Linked DNA regions of Mus musculus: region 1 is linked to region 2. The links are chromatin contacts, called in public Hi-C maps. All regions are on one chromosome and are shown on one strand. Each heading gives the region's core, a stretch centred on a gene start, on an enhancer-like site or on the middle of the called end of the contact. The rest is flanking DNA. Distances are from core to core; before and after follow the strand shown.

Region 1 (5,742 bases), core at 2,628-5,127, 56 kb before region 2:
AGACTTCTACAAAATTTAGGATATTTTTTTTTCTATTGCTGTGAAAACATTGTTCAGATTTTCTTAGGATGACTTGTAGATTGCTTGGAGTAGTCTTTGCATTGTCTGCTGCTTCATGAACATGGATTATCTTTATATTTCTTAATGGGTCTAGTCTTAATTTCTAAGTGTCTTATTCTTCTTGAAACTACTATTAAGCTGATTGTCTTAAAAATTTTTCCTTTTAAGTTGTTCACAGTCAGTATATAAAATACAACTGACTTCTATGGGTTAATTATATATCCTGAACCTTTTAGCAATTGTATTAATTTTAAGGTGTCTATATGTCTCTGTGTATATGCATGTGCATGTGTGCATGTGCATGCACACCTTAAGATTTTCTATATATAAGATCCTACTCTATGAAAAAAAAAGTTGTTTACTTTTTTCTTTTTTCCAATTCTGGACTCTAATCCTCCTGGCTGTCCACACAGAATTTTGAAGTAGTAAAATTGATGTCTTTGTTTTCATCCTTTTGTCCCGATCTTAGAGGAAGATGTTCACTATTTCAGCTGCGCATGCTCCTAGTTATAGGAGGTTCAAGCTCTTCATTGTCCATGCACATCTTCTTGGTGCAGCAGCATATGGCAGGAATGCTGTTCTCGGAATGGCTTCTCTCAGCTGTTAATAGTAATAGTTCATGCTTGTGTGAGTCTATTTCTGGGTTTTCTATTTTGGTATCTAAATGTCTCACATGATTTTCTAGTTAAGACAACTACAATCTCAGTACTGTTTAGTCTAGAACCTTTATCTTTCAAAATACACTTGAGATAAAGTTGTCCAGGTCACCAAAAATTTTCAATGTTAATATAGAAATGTCACTGAAAATGTCACTTCATTTAGTATAAAGAGTACATTTTTTTTGACTAGGTTGAGCTTTCTAATATATGAATGTACAATATCTATATATTGGGTCTTTGATTTCATTAGTATGTTGTAATTTAAGAATATTAAGAATATGAGCCCTGAATGATTTTATTAAATCGTCTTAGCATTCTGTTGTTTTTGTTATTGTGTTTCTCATGTAATTTTCTAAATGTTCATGGTTTATATCTAGAGATACAGCTAATTTGGGGGAATGTTACAGAATTTACCTTTTTGTTTTAAGAGCTGTCTTGGAGCTTCCTTGTTAGCTTTTCAAGAGCACAATCAGTGGAATGCATGTAAAAAGTATTTTACTAATTCCTTCATAACTCGGGGTCTTTTATTTTTCTTGCCTAATTTCAGTTGCTATAATTTCTAGTAATATGTTGAAAGAGATGATGGATGAGTCTCTTCTTAGTTTTCCTGAATCTTAGGAGGAAACTATTTTTACTTTCTTTTTTAAATGGCAAGTTCACTAGAGGTTTTTTGTTGTTGTTGTTTGTTTGCTTTTTTGTTTGTTTTTGTTGTTGTTTTTTGTTTTTGTTTTTTGTAGATGCCTTTTATAAATGAGGCAATTCCCTCCCTCAGTTCCTGATGAGTTTCAAGTCTTTATTCAATAATGGGTATCATTTTTTCAAATGCTTTCCTGTATAATTTGATAGGATTTTTGAGTTTGTATGATGGATTATATTGATGCCTATTTACATATTAAGACAGCCCTGAGTTCCTGACATACATCTATGTAGAGATAATATATAATTTTCTCTATGCACTGTAAGATTCAAGGTAATATTTTTTTCTTGGTGTTTGGGATAAAATGTGTGGTGTTATAAGTGTTAGCTAAAAGCTTTTAGTACCTTCTTCATTTGGGTGGGAATGATCCTTTAAGTCACTCTTTAGTTCAGACAAGTTTTGAATTCATGATTCTCCTGTCTCAGCCTCCTGAGTAGCTGGGACCATGGACCTGTACTAGGATACTCAGCCCTTCCTGCAGCTCTCAGGAATGGTTGTTTGTAGGTTTATAAGATATATTGTTTAGAGGACTTCTCTTCTACTAAGTTTATTTGGTTTTGGTGTCAGGGAAATTATAGCCTCATAAATTAGTTGAGCCATGTGTTCTCTTGCTTTCTGGGAAATAATTGTGTGAAAATAGTTTTTGTTTTGTTTTTGTTGTTTTGTATTTTACACTACTTAGAGCGTTTCTCTAGTGAAACCATCTAAGCCTGGTAGTTTCCTTTGGAGCAGATTTTCATTTATGATTTTTTTCTATCAGTTGTTTCATGGCTATTCATGATGGCATAATTATAATATAAAATTATATTATTCAGATTATATAGTTCACTTTGGCAGTGTGTGCACTTTTTATTGATACTAAAACTACAAGTAAACTTCATCTTAATAAAATATTTCCTGTCATTTGCATCTGTCCAAGTCCACATAGGGGAAAGTAAAGAATAGAAAATATTATGCCAATGGCCATGGGACAGCAATCCAGTTGGTGAGAGGTGAGGTAGGGCTATTTGAGCAGTTTCAAGCATTGATAAATTTATTGACTTTAGTCATATGAATGGGAAAAATAGGATTTGATAGGCCAAGATACATATGTCCTTCACACTTAGAAACATCAGTGGAGAACAGTGACCATCTATCTGTTCTGTGATCTATTTTTTAAAGATTTATTTTTATGTGTATATATGTGTCTGGATGCTTCTTTGTGTACCAGGTGGAAAAAGGCACCACTGATACCAGAGGAGTGTGTGAGATCCACTGGAGTCAGAGTCACGTACAGCTCGGACCCACCCTATACAACTGAACCTGGGACCTCTGGATGGGCAACATGAGTTCTTAACAGCTGTGGCAATATCTTTAGCACCAGCTCCTGCCATGATTCTGTTTTGATATATAAGTTACTTCAGTGAAAGTAGTGTGTGAACAGATAAGCCACGGGGACAGGAGATGATAAGCATCTACTATTCACTAGCAAACTGGCCCTGTTTTATAACCGACTTATTCAGTTATAGGATCAGACACTATATTCTCATAAGGACAATCTAGAGATCTCTGAGGATGAAGAAGGATGTGGCTCTCTCAAAACCAAGATTAAAGTCTCTTGGTTGGTTTTGTGAATTGATTGGTTTCATGTGGGCAGTGACTAATCTCAATATTACCGATACCTCCTGTGGTCTTTTGCTCTCAAAAGACCAGTCAGTCTCAACTGTCAAGCCCAGCCTTGACATTACATCGAACCTCTCAGGTTTTGTCCCAGGCTCAGAGAAGACAGGTAGACAGTCAGGATAGACTGGTTCAGGCTTGAATTGGACAACAGGTCAACAACAGGTCAACTGACTGAGCACGAGTTTCCTAGTCTCAAGTATCAAAGCGATTGTGAATTGATCCAAGAGCCCATCGTCTCCGAAACTCCTAATTCTAGATCAAACTAATGGTTTTATGCTGTCTTCAGTGTGTGCCCTACAAAGCCTCTTTCCAGGAAAGGCATGACATCCCAGGGGACATCCTCCCTTGAACCGCTGCTATCATCAAAAGCTGAAGGTAACTCCTTAGGCTGATAAGTCCATTGCTGATTAAAGACTCCATGACCAATTAGAGGTTATAGAAGATGTTTCTGGATTCTTGCACCTCCTGACCTTTCAGAGGACCAGCCGAATGGCACGGGGACTTTCAGGACCAGGCAGTTGAATCCAAATCTGTATTTTAAATCAAAGGCTCATTAAAGTTTGCGAAGCACAGGACCAGGTGATGCTAAAGAGACTAGCTAGCATACTGATGTAGTGCGGCTTTGCAAAGGTCCTATAGAAAATTTGGACAAACTGGGATGTTCAGGGAGGGGTATGCGGGAGTAGCCCGCAGGGGGATGGTAGAAGGAAAGTGTGATCCGATTGGCTGTTTTCTCCAGCTCGGGCGTGCAGACACTCCCTCCACACTCCCCCTTTCACCCCCCTCAATTGCTACAGCTTTCCTACAGCGGGCTGCTCCTAAAACCCGGAGCAGCTGAGTGGTCTCAGCGGACAGTCCTCCTAGGGGCGAAGCCAGGCGGCTTGGGCATGCTCAGTAGCTGGGAGAGGTTTGGGAGGAGAGTAAAAAGCTTTGACTCTGCCCCCACCCCCTCCTCTAGCCCCCGCCCCCCTTGCCCCTTCCCAGCCGTAGTAGTTCCCTGGCGTGCGCCCGTGGAGAGCAGGAACATGGCGCTTGGAGCGATATAACAGATGTAGCAGCAGCGGAGAAGCAGATGAGGTACCGCGACTTCTCTGCTGACAGCCAGCCACCAGGTAGGCAGGAGCACCGGGCAGGTCGGCTTATGGGTAGCGGCTCCAGAAGGGGCGCTTGCCAAGATGCGCACGGTTGCTACACCGGGCATCTGGCTTTGCCTAGAGAGGATGCGAAAGGAGACCTCTATGACAGCACAATTGATTGTGCATCTCCTAGGAGATGCCAAAGGCTGGGGACCTCTGAGAATGGGCAAGGGATCCAGGGTCCGCCCACTCCCCAACCCCCAATCTTTGCGATATCATCCAGCTTGGGCTCTTCACCGGTCAAATAAAGGATAGCGCTCTTATGCTAGGATGGAGGGCGTAGGAGATCACCCTGGATGCCAGCTCTAGGAGTCTGCTGGTACCCCGAAAGGCTAGCAAGCCCAGCAGCAGTTCTTTGTGTATGCACTCGCGCACGCCCTGCCGGTGATACGACAGTGCCTGCTGCTCCCAGGGAGTGCTGGATGCATTGCCAGGGCAGGGTTCCCATATGGTTTTTGTCTTTTAGCAGGTGTGGACCACCAGATGCAATAGCGGAACCTTTATGGGACTGTGTTTTCCTTTGTTGTTTGTCTCTGTTCGCTTAGTGGGTTGCAATGGATTGGGAAAGAACTTCTGCTTGTGAACATTGGTGGACAGAATGTGGAAGAGAATATCACTTCCAAACTCTGGTTAAAATTCTGTACAATGTCAGTCTCCTAGAGGATAAACTTGGAAAGTCTCAGGACTGTCAAGTGTCCAGTTTAGGGCACAAATGTGAGCATCCGTTTTGAAACCGAGTGTGTCTGGAGCTTTCCATTGTGATAGGGTAGAAGTTAATTTGCCAGCATTCATATCTCAATTAAGGGAGCCCTAACCTTTCAAAGAACTGAACAGATCTTTTAAATATTAGAGTAGTAAAGAAAAAAATGTCTTGGCCAATAATTGATAACGACTTGGAAAACTGGATACACTTCTGGGGAAATAGGTACTTCACAAAACATCAGAGACCCTCTTGTGGCATTTGGTGTAAAGGCAGCATCTTTAATTTACAGATGGACACATTACTCCCTGAAGAAGTCCCTCCTACACAAGCCTTCTTAAAGTTGACATTCTGCAACAACAGATGTGACACCTTACAGTTGTATCTGTTATGATTAGCAGCATAGCCCCCTGAGAGGGAGGAAAGGTAAATTTAGAACACACCTTCATCCCCTGTTTTATCTTTTCAGGCTGGGCATCTGTCTGTGAATATGAAGTTTAGATACTTTCCTCTGCACTTACACTATTTATTCTTATGATCTCCTTAGGTGGCAAGAATGAGTCAGTATTGTGATAATGAAACAGAGACTGCAGGAGGGAAATGAATTTAAGTAGAGTAAAGCTATAAGTGTCCAATCTGATAACACCTTGACTTTGAATACACGTGTGCAAAGCAGAACTTCTAATGAAAGCTGTAGAAGCTAATGGCAAGTTCATTGACAATACTTGTAGTAGAATAAACTTCGTGTTCCTCTGTGAATAAGAGATTGATTGTACTCAGTCCTTGCAACTTATCATTTAATTAACAAACGTGAGTTTTGATTGTAGG
Region 2 (5,411 bases), core at 821-3,320:
ATATTAGGAAAATGACGTGCAAACTTATTGACTTAAAATAGTAAGCAGGTTTAAATCCCATAATTAGGCTTAACCAGTGACTCCAATTGCAGTTTTTTCCCTTTAGTTTTAAAGAGAAATAATGGGACCCTCTCTGTTTCTCCTTCTCTATTTCTTAGTAGAGAAGGTTTGCAGTGCCAGAGATGATACAGTGAAGAATAGGCTTCCCTCCAGGCTGGCTCTTCAGCCACTAGCACTTTCTCAACCTTGCTACAGCCTCAGCATTTGTAAATTTGTAGGTGAGTAGGTCTGAAAATTGCTCCTCTGTGTGTGTGTGTGTGTGTGTGTGTGTGTGTGTGTGTGTGTGCTCTATAACTTCTTCAGGATGGTTTTGTTTCTAGCTGTTCATAATGTACTATAATGTTCAGTGTACTATAGAGGGACGAAAGCAAGAGAGCCGACTTGTATTCTTCACACATGCCACGATTTACTGATGTTTACTTTAGACTTAATCTAAAGCCTGACTTTTTCAGCTGCAAAATGGAACTTCATTAAACTTATAGCACTGCTGTGACAATTATATGATAGCCACCTGTAACTGAGGGCTCCAACTCTGCAGTCCATTAATTGTCCTCTCTTTGGCTGCCCCTCTCTTGTCTCTGTTACTACTGTGTTCTCTCCTTTCGTATGTTTTTATGAGTGAGTCATCTACTCATCCATTTCAATCTAAGATGCAGTTGACTTTGGCCTTCTCGTGTTCACTATCAAATGTAGTTATAAAGTAGTGGCCTCCAGACAGATGGGAGAAGACATTAAGATGAAATTGGCTGACTCCCATGCAGTTAACACTTGTGCATAACAGAGCTTATGGGATCAATATATGGCTTAGCCACACCTCTTTTGTCATTGTGGCAGAGAATATGCACTCATAGGAGCTCAGCTTCTTCAGAGACCCAGATATGTGACTTTCTCTACTTTATCTTTGTTATGGCTCTGGTTTGATTTTGAAGGGTGAGGAACATGGATTTTCAGAATACTGACTTTCTTAGCTTGAGCTTCCTCACAAGCAGCCCATCTTCTTCAATATTCCCTAAGCCTTAAGTGCAGAAGTGTCTTGTAGATGTAACCAAGGGGCTGGGGTCTGCAACTCTGCATTGCAATTGATTGTGATTTTCAATAGCAGCCTCTCTCTGTTGTAAGGAAAAATTGCCTTGATAGGAGATAATACACAAAAGAAGCGTTATACGGACTCAGTGGTTATATTTGGAAATATATGTATATACAAATACATATATGAGTGCAATAATAATTAATGAAAAATGCCATGAATTTGATGGGGAGTGGGGAGGGATATATGAGAAGTTTATTGGGAAAAAGGAGAAGGGAGTAACATTGTAACTGTATTAAAATCTAAAAAAATAAAATAAAATTAAGCAGCCCTTTTCCCAAGAACCACAGAAAGGTAATGCATGCCTCCATTTACCCACTGTGAAGTGAGGAAGTTAGGTTATTTTCAATCCGCTTCTCTTTTGTGAAAGGCTGCTTCTGTGATCTTTACTCCAGTTCTTCCATCTTCTCATGCTCACAAGCTGAGCAGTTCCACTGACTCTGAGAAAAGTCTCTGGGGCAGAGCCAAGGGATATCCATGTTTCTGTAATCATTTACCTTATTATTTCTTAAATATGAACTTAAATTAACTATGACCATAAAATACAGACAATGATGTATGGAAGGCAACGGGCTGATGTATCAATGTGCAATAGAAACACAAACTCTAAGAATTTCATGTATGTGTCCTTTGTTGGGGACAGCCTTTCTTTCAGGTCATATCCTAATGAGAAGCCAAATTATAATCTTGAGATCTGAGAAATGAGGAATTTCAGAGGTGGGACCTGTGCTTTCCTGCAAATGTCATTGAGATCCAATAGCATCTTCTAAAGAAGGTGGGGATAGTCTCCTATGGGAAATGGGTGGTGGCGACTTCAACATTGCCAGCTGTGTAACTGGTTTGTTTTGATCCACACCTTGCTAGCCATTCTCATGCTTCCCTTAAGTAGCATAAATCTTTATCCGTAAGCATTGTGTTTATAATCATAATCTACTTATGCCCCTCCTGGGTCACCTTACTTTGAGGGTTGGCAATAATCCTGCCCACACTGTGACAGCCACTCTGACCTGTTTTGTTTTGTTTTGAATTTTTTAAATATCATTACTCCTTAGAGGCAAATTCCTGTTTCAGTAGATTTTTGTTGTTGTTACTCAGCCCCTGCACACATTTCCTGGATAAAATTTAAAAATTTAAGGAGGAATATGTAGGCAATAGTTTATCCTGAAATCCCTATTCCTTAGCACAAAGTTGAAAAAAAAGAGAGAACTGGAGTGTATAAGTTGAGATTCATGAAATTGGCAACACTTGACCATTTTTATAACTTTGCAATGTCAATTTCAAGTGGCTCAACCACCATAAAGGGATAGCATTCCCAATTGAAAAGTGACCAAAGGTCTGTATTATATCTGTGTCTGCTAAGCAAACCTTCCCACCCTTTTAAATCTCAGCCATTCACCTATAAAGTGGGGTTGGCTAGAAAATGTCTAGAACTTTCTAACCATAACAGTCGAATGTTTATTTATATCTTTTCTGCATTCTTTTGTTGTAATGGTTTCCATGAAAAATCTTCCCTTGGGTTTTCTTTTTCCCTAGAAGTTTTATGTCTTTAAACGAAAGGGGTGGGGTTTCCTTATGTATCCCTAGCTGGCCTGGAACTCTATGTATATCAAGCTAGCTTTGAATTCACAGAGATCTGCCTATATCTTCCTCCCACACACTTTGCCCTGTGCCTTTTAATAATCCTTTTGTTTCTGTTTCCCTTTCTTTCTTTCTTTCTTTCTTTCTTTCTTTCTTTCTTTCTTTCTTTCTTTCTTTCTTTCCTTCCTTCCTTCCTTCCTTCCTTCCTTCCTTCCTTCCTTCCTTCCTTCCTTCTGTTCATTTATTTCTTTCTTACCTTTTTTTCCACTGCTGAGAATTAAATCCAGAACACCATGCGCACGTTTCCACGTCCACTCGATCTGCTGATCCCTAATTAGTCACCATTCAGCCTCCACTTCTATTCCCAGTCTCAGTGAAAGTTCTCACTCTTTGCTTTAGGAAGAAAAATGATGCTAGCAGAATTGGATACAGTCATGCCTGACATATGATCATCCTTTCATTGGTACCCCATTCTCTGACTTCATCCCTTTTGCTCAAAATGCACTATCTTGGTTCCTTGTGAGTCCAAAACTTCTTGTGATGTCCACTGTCAACCTGTCCTGCATCTGCAAAGACCTCACTCTAACTAAGCTTCTTCTTACATCACCATTGTTATGACATAGTCTTAGTTTTCCTCCTAACAAAGAAATTCTCTTCACATCTTTAGCCCTCTCTACCCACCAACCCAGTTTCCTCCTACCCTTTAGAAAAAATTCAAAAGACACATTCATACATCTCTGTAGGATCACACCATCCCACAGCCTCCTTGTCCTACATTCTCCCACTCAATGATATCGTTTACCCCATCTCATTTAGAAGAAGTCCTCCTTCTATATTTCATTTTAGTACCAGAGGCCACATAAGATGGGGAATGCCTGGTTGGGGCTTGAAACAACTTAGCATATGTGGGGAAAGTGGACAGATATTTGGAGGACAGGTAAGGTCATTCTATTCTATCACCTTCACTGAAGCATTTGAATTTATTCCATGCCTTAGATCTGCTTTCTAGCACACAGCTGAGCTAAAGGTACATTAAGCCTGTCTAACTGGCCTTGAAGGAAAGCGTGGGACCATTTGTTCTCTTAAATCTCTTATGTTTGCAATTGTCAGTTTCAGTTTTGAGGGGAAGGCTTCAAAGTTTCACTGAAAACAACAAAAAAATAGAAAGGAGATAGGAGAGAGAGAGAGAGAGAGAGAGAGAGAGAGAGACAGAGAGAGACAGAGACAGAGACAGAGAGACAGAGACAGAGACAGAGACAGAGACAGAGACAGAGCTACTACAAGAGTTGATACATCATGTCATTGTCCTCAGCCTGTGGCAGTTTTGCAGAGAAGTATTTTTAATTGTGATGGCTAAAGTGGCGAACTTGTCACAGGGACACCTGTGTGCTTATGCAGCCTGGCAAAGATGAAGAGGAGCTGTTAAAATTCCACTGTCACTTTCTATGGCATGTTTTCCTCCACAGACAGACTAAATCTAACACTCACTGCACTATTAAAGATAAGCTACATCTTCATCTCCACACTTGGAAATATGCCCTACTTCAGCCCCAACTGATCCATGCTCCTTGTAGGTTATGTTGTGCACCTGTTCACCTATGTTTTCACATATCTGGTGGATATTAATTGAAGTGGATGTGCTACCCTGTATTAGTGACATCCAAGCCTTGTGAGTCTTCAGTCTCATTGTATAATGGGATGTTGCCAATTGTGTTATTTTGAAAGTACTCAAATGTTATGGCTAGAGGTTTTTTTAAATGAATTTTTTATTAGATATTTTCTTTATTTACATTTCAAATGTTATCCCCTTTCCTAGATTCCCTTCCAAAAAATCCCCTATCCTCTCCCCCTTCCCCTGATCCCCAACCCATCCACTCCCACTTCCTGGCCCAGGCATTCCCCTATACTGGGGCATAGAACCTTCACAGGACCAAGGGCCTTTCCTCACATTGATGACCAACTAGGCAATTCTCAGCTACATATGCAGCTAGAGCCATGAGTCTCTCCATGTGTTTTCTTTGATTGGTGGTTTAGTCCCAGGGAGCTCTGGGATTACTGGTTAGTTCATATTGTTGCTCCTCCTAGGGCTCCTTAAACTCCTTGGATACTTTCTCTAGCTCCTTCATTGGGGACTCTGCTCCATCTAATGGATGACTGTGAGCATCCACTTCTGTATTAGTCAGGCACTGGCAAAGCCTCTCAGAAGACAGCTATATCAGTCTCCTCTCAGCAAGCTCTTGTTGGCATCTGCAATAGTGTCTGGGTTTCGTGGTTGTTTATGGGATAGATCCCCAGGTGGGGCAGTCTCTGGATGATCATGCCTTCAGTCTCTGCTCCAAGCTTTGTCTTTGTAACTCCTTCCATGGGTATTTGATTCTTGCTTCTAAGAAGGATGGAAGTGTCCACACTGTGGTCTTCCTTATTCTTGAGTTTCATGTGTTTTGCACATTGTATCTTGGGTATTCTGAGCTCCTGGGCTAATATCCATTTATCAGTGAGTTCATATCATGTGTGTTCTTTTGTGGTTGGGTTACCTCACTTAGGATGATATCTTCCAAATCCATCCATTTGTCTAAGAATTTCATGAATTCATTGTTTTAATAGCTGAGTAATACTCCATTGTGTAAATGTACCACATTTTCTGTATCCATTCCTCTGATGAGGGACATATTACCAGCTATAAATG

The links. A called contact is a pair of places that touch in the nucleus more often than the background predicts.
Region 1: a Hi-C map of rod photoreceptor shows a contact between it and region 2, with 2.8 times the contacts expected there. The contact joins the promoter of Pak7 here to the enhancer-like site in region 2. A contact is called at or near these places in 2 of 39 promoter capture datasets (embryonic stem cells and stem cell-derived epiblast-like cells), 4 of 484 Hi-C or Micro-C datasets (cerebral cortex, cortical neurons, nephron progenitors and 1 more), 1 of 115 datasets of contacts at active chromatin or transcription factors (embryonic stem cells) and 2 of 9 other capture datasets (adipose tissue and liver).

What each region holds. Positions count from the first base shown.
Region 1 is chr2:136,386,102-136,391,843 of GRCm38.p6, reverse strand. Pak7 (p21 (RAC1) activated kinase 7) reads left to right here and starts at 3,877. Exons shown (of 10, transcript NM_172858.2): 1 at 3,877-4,190.
Region 2 is chr2:136,328,235-136,333,645 of GRCm38.p6, reverse strand. All of the region lies in intron 1 of Pak7 (p21 (RAC1) activated kinase 7), which reads left to right. Among named protein-coding and RNA genes, the nearest start is that of Pak7, 57 kb to the left of the region's middle. Within about 2 kb of position 2,070, at least 4 of the 459 cell types and tissues checked have an H3K27ac peak or open chromatin away from gene starts, as enhancers often do. A contact at or near this core is called in rod photoreceptor, where this site is marked.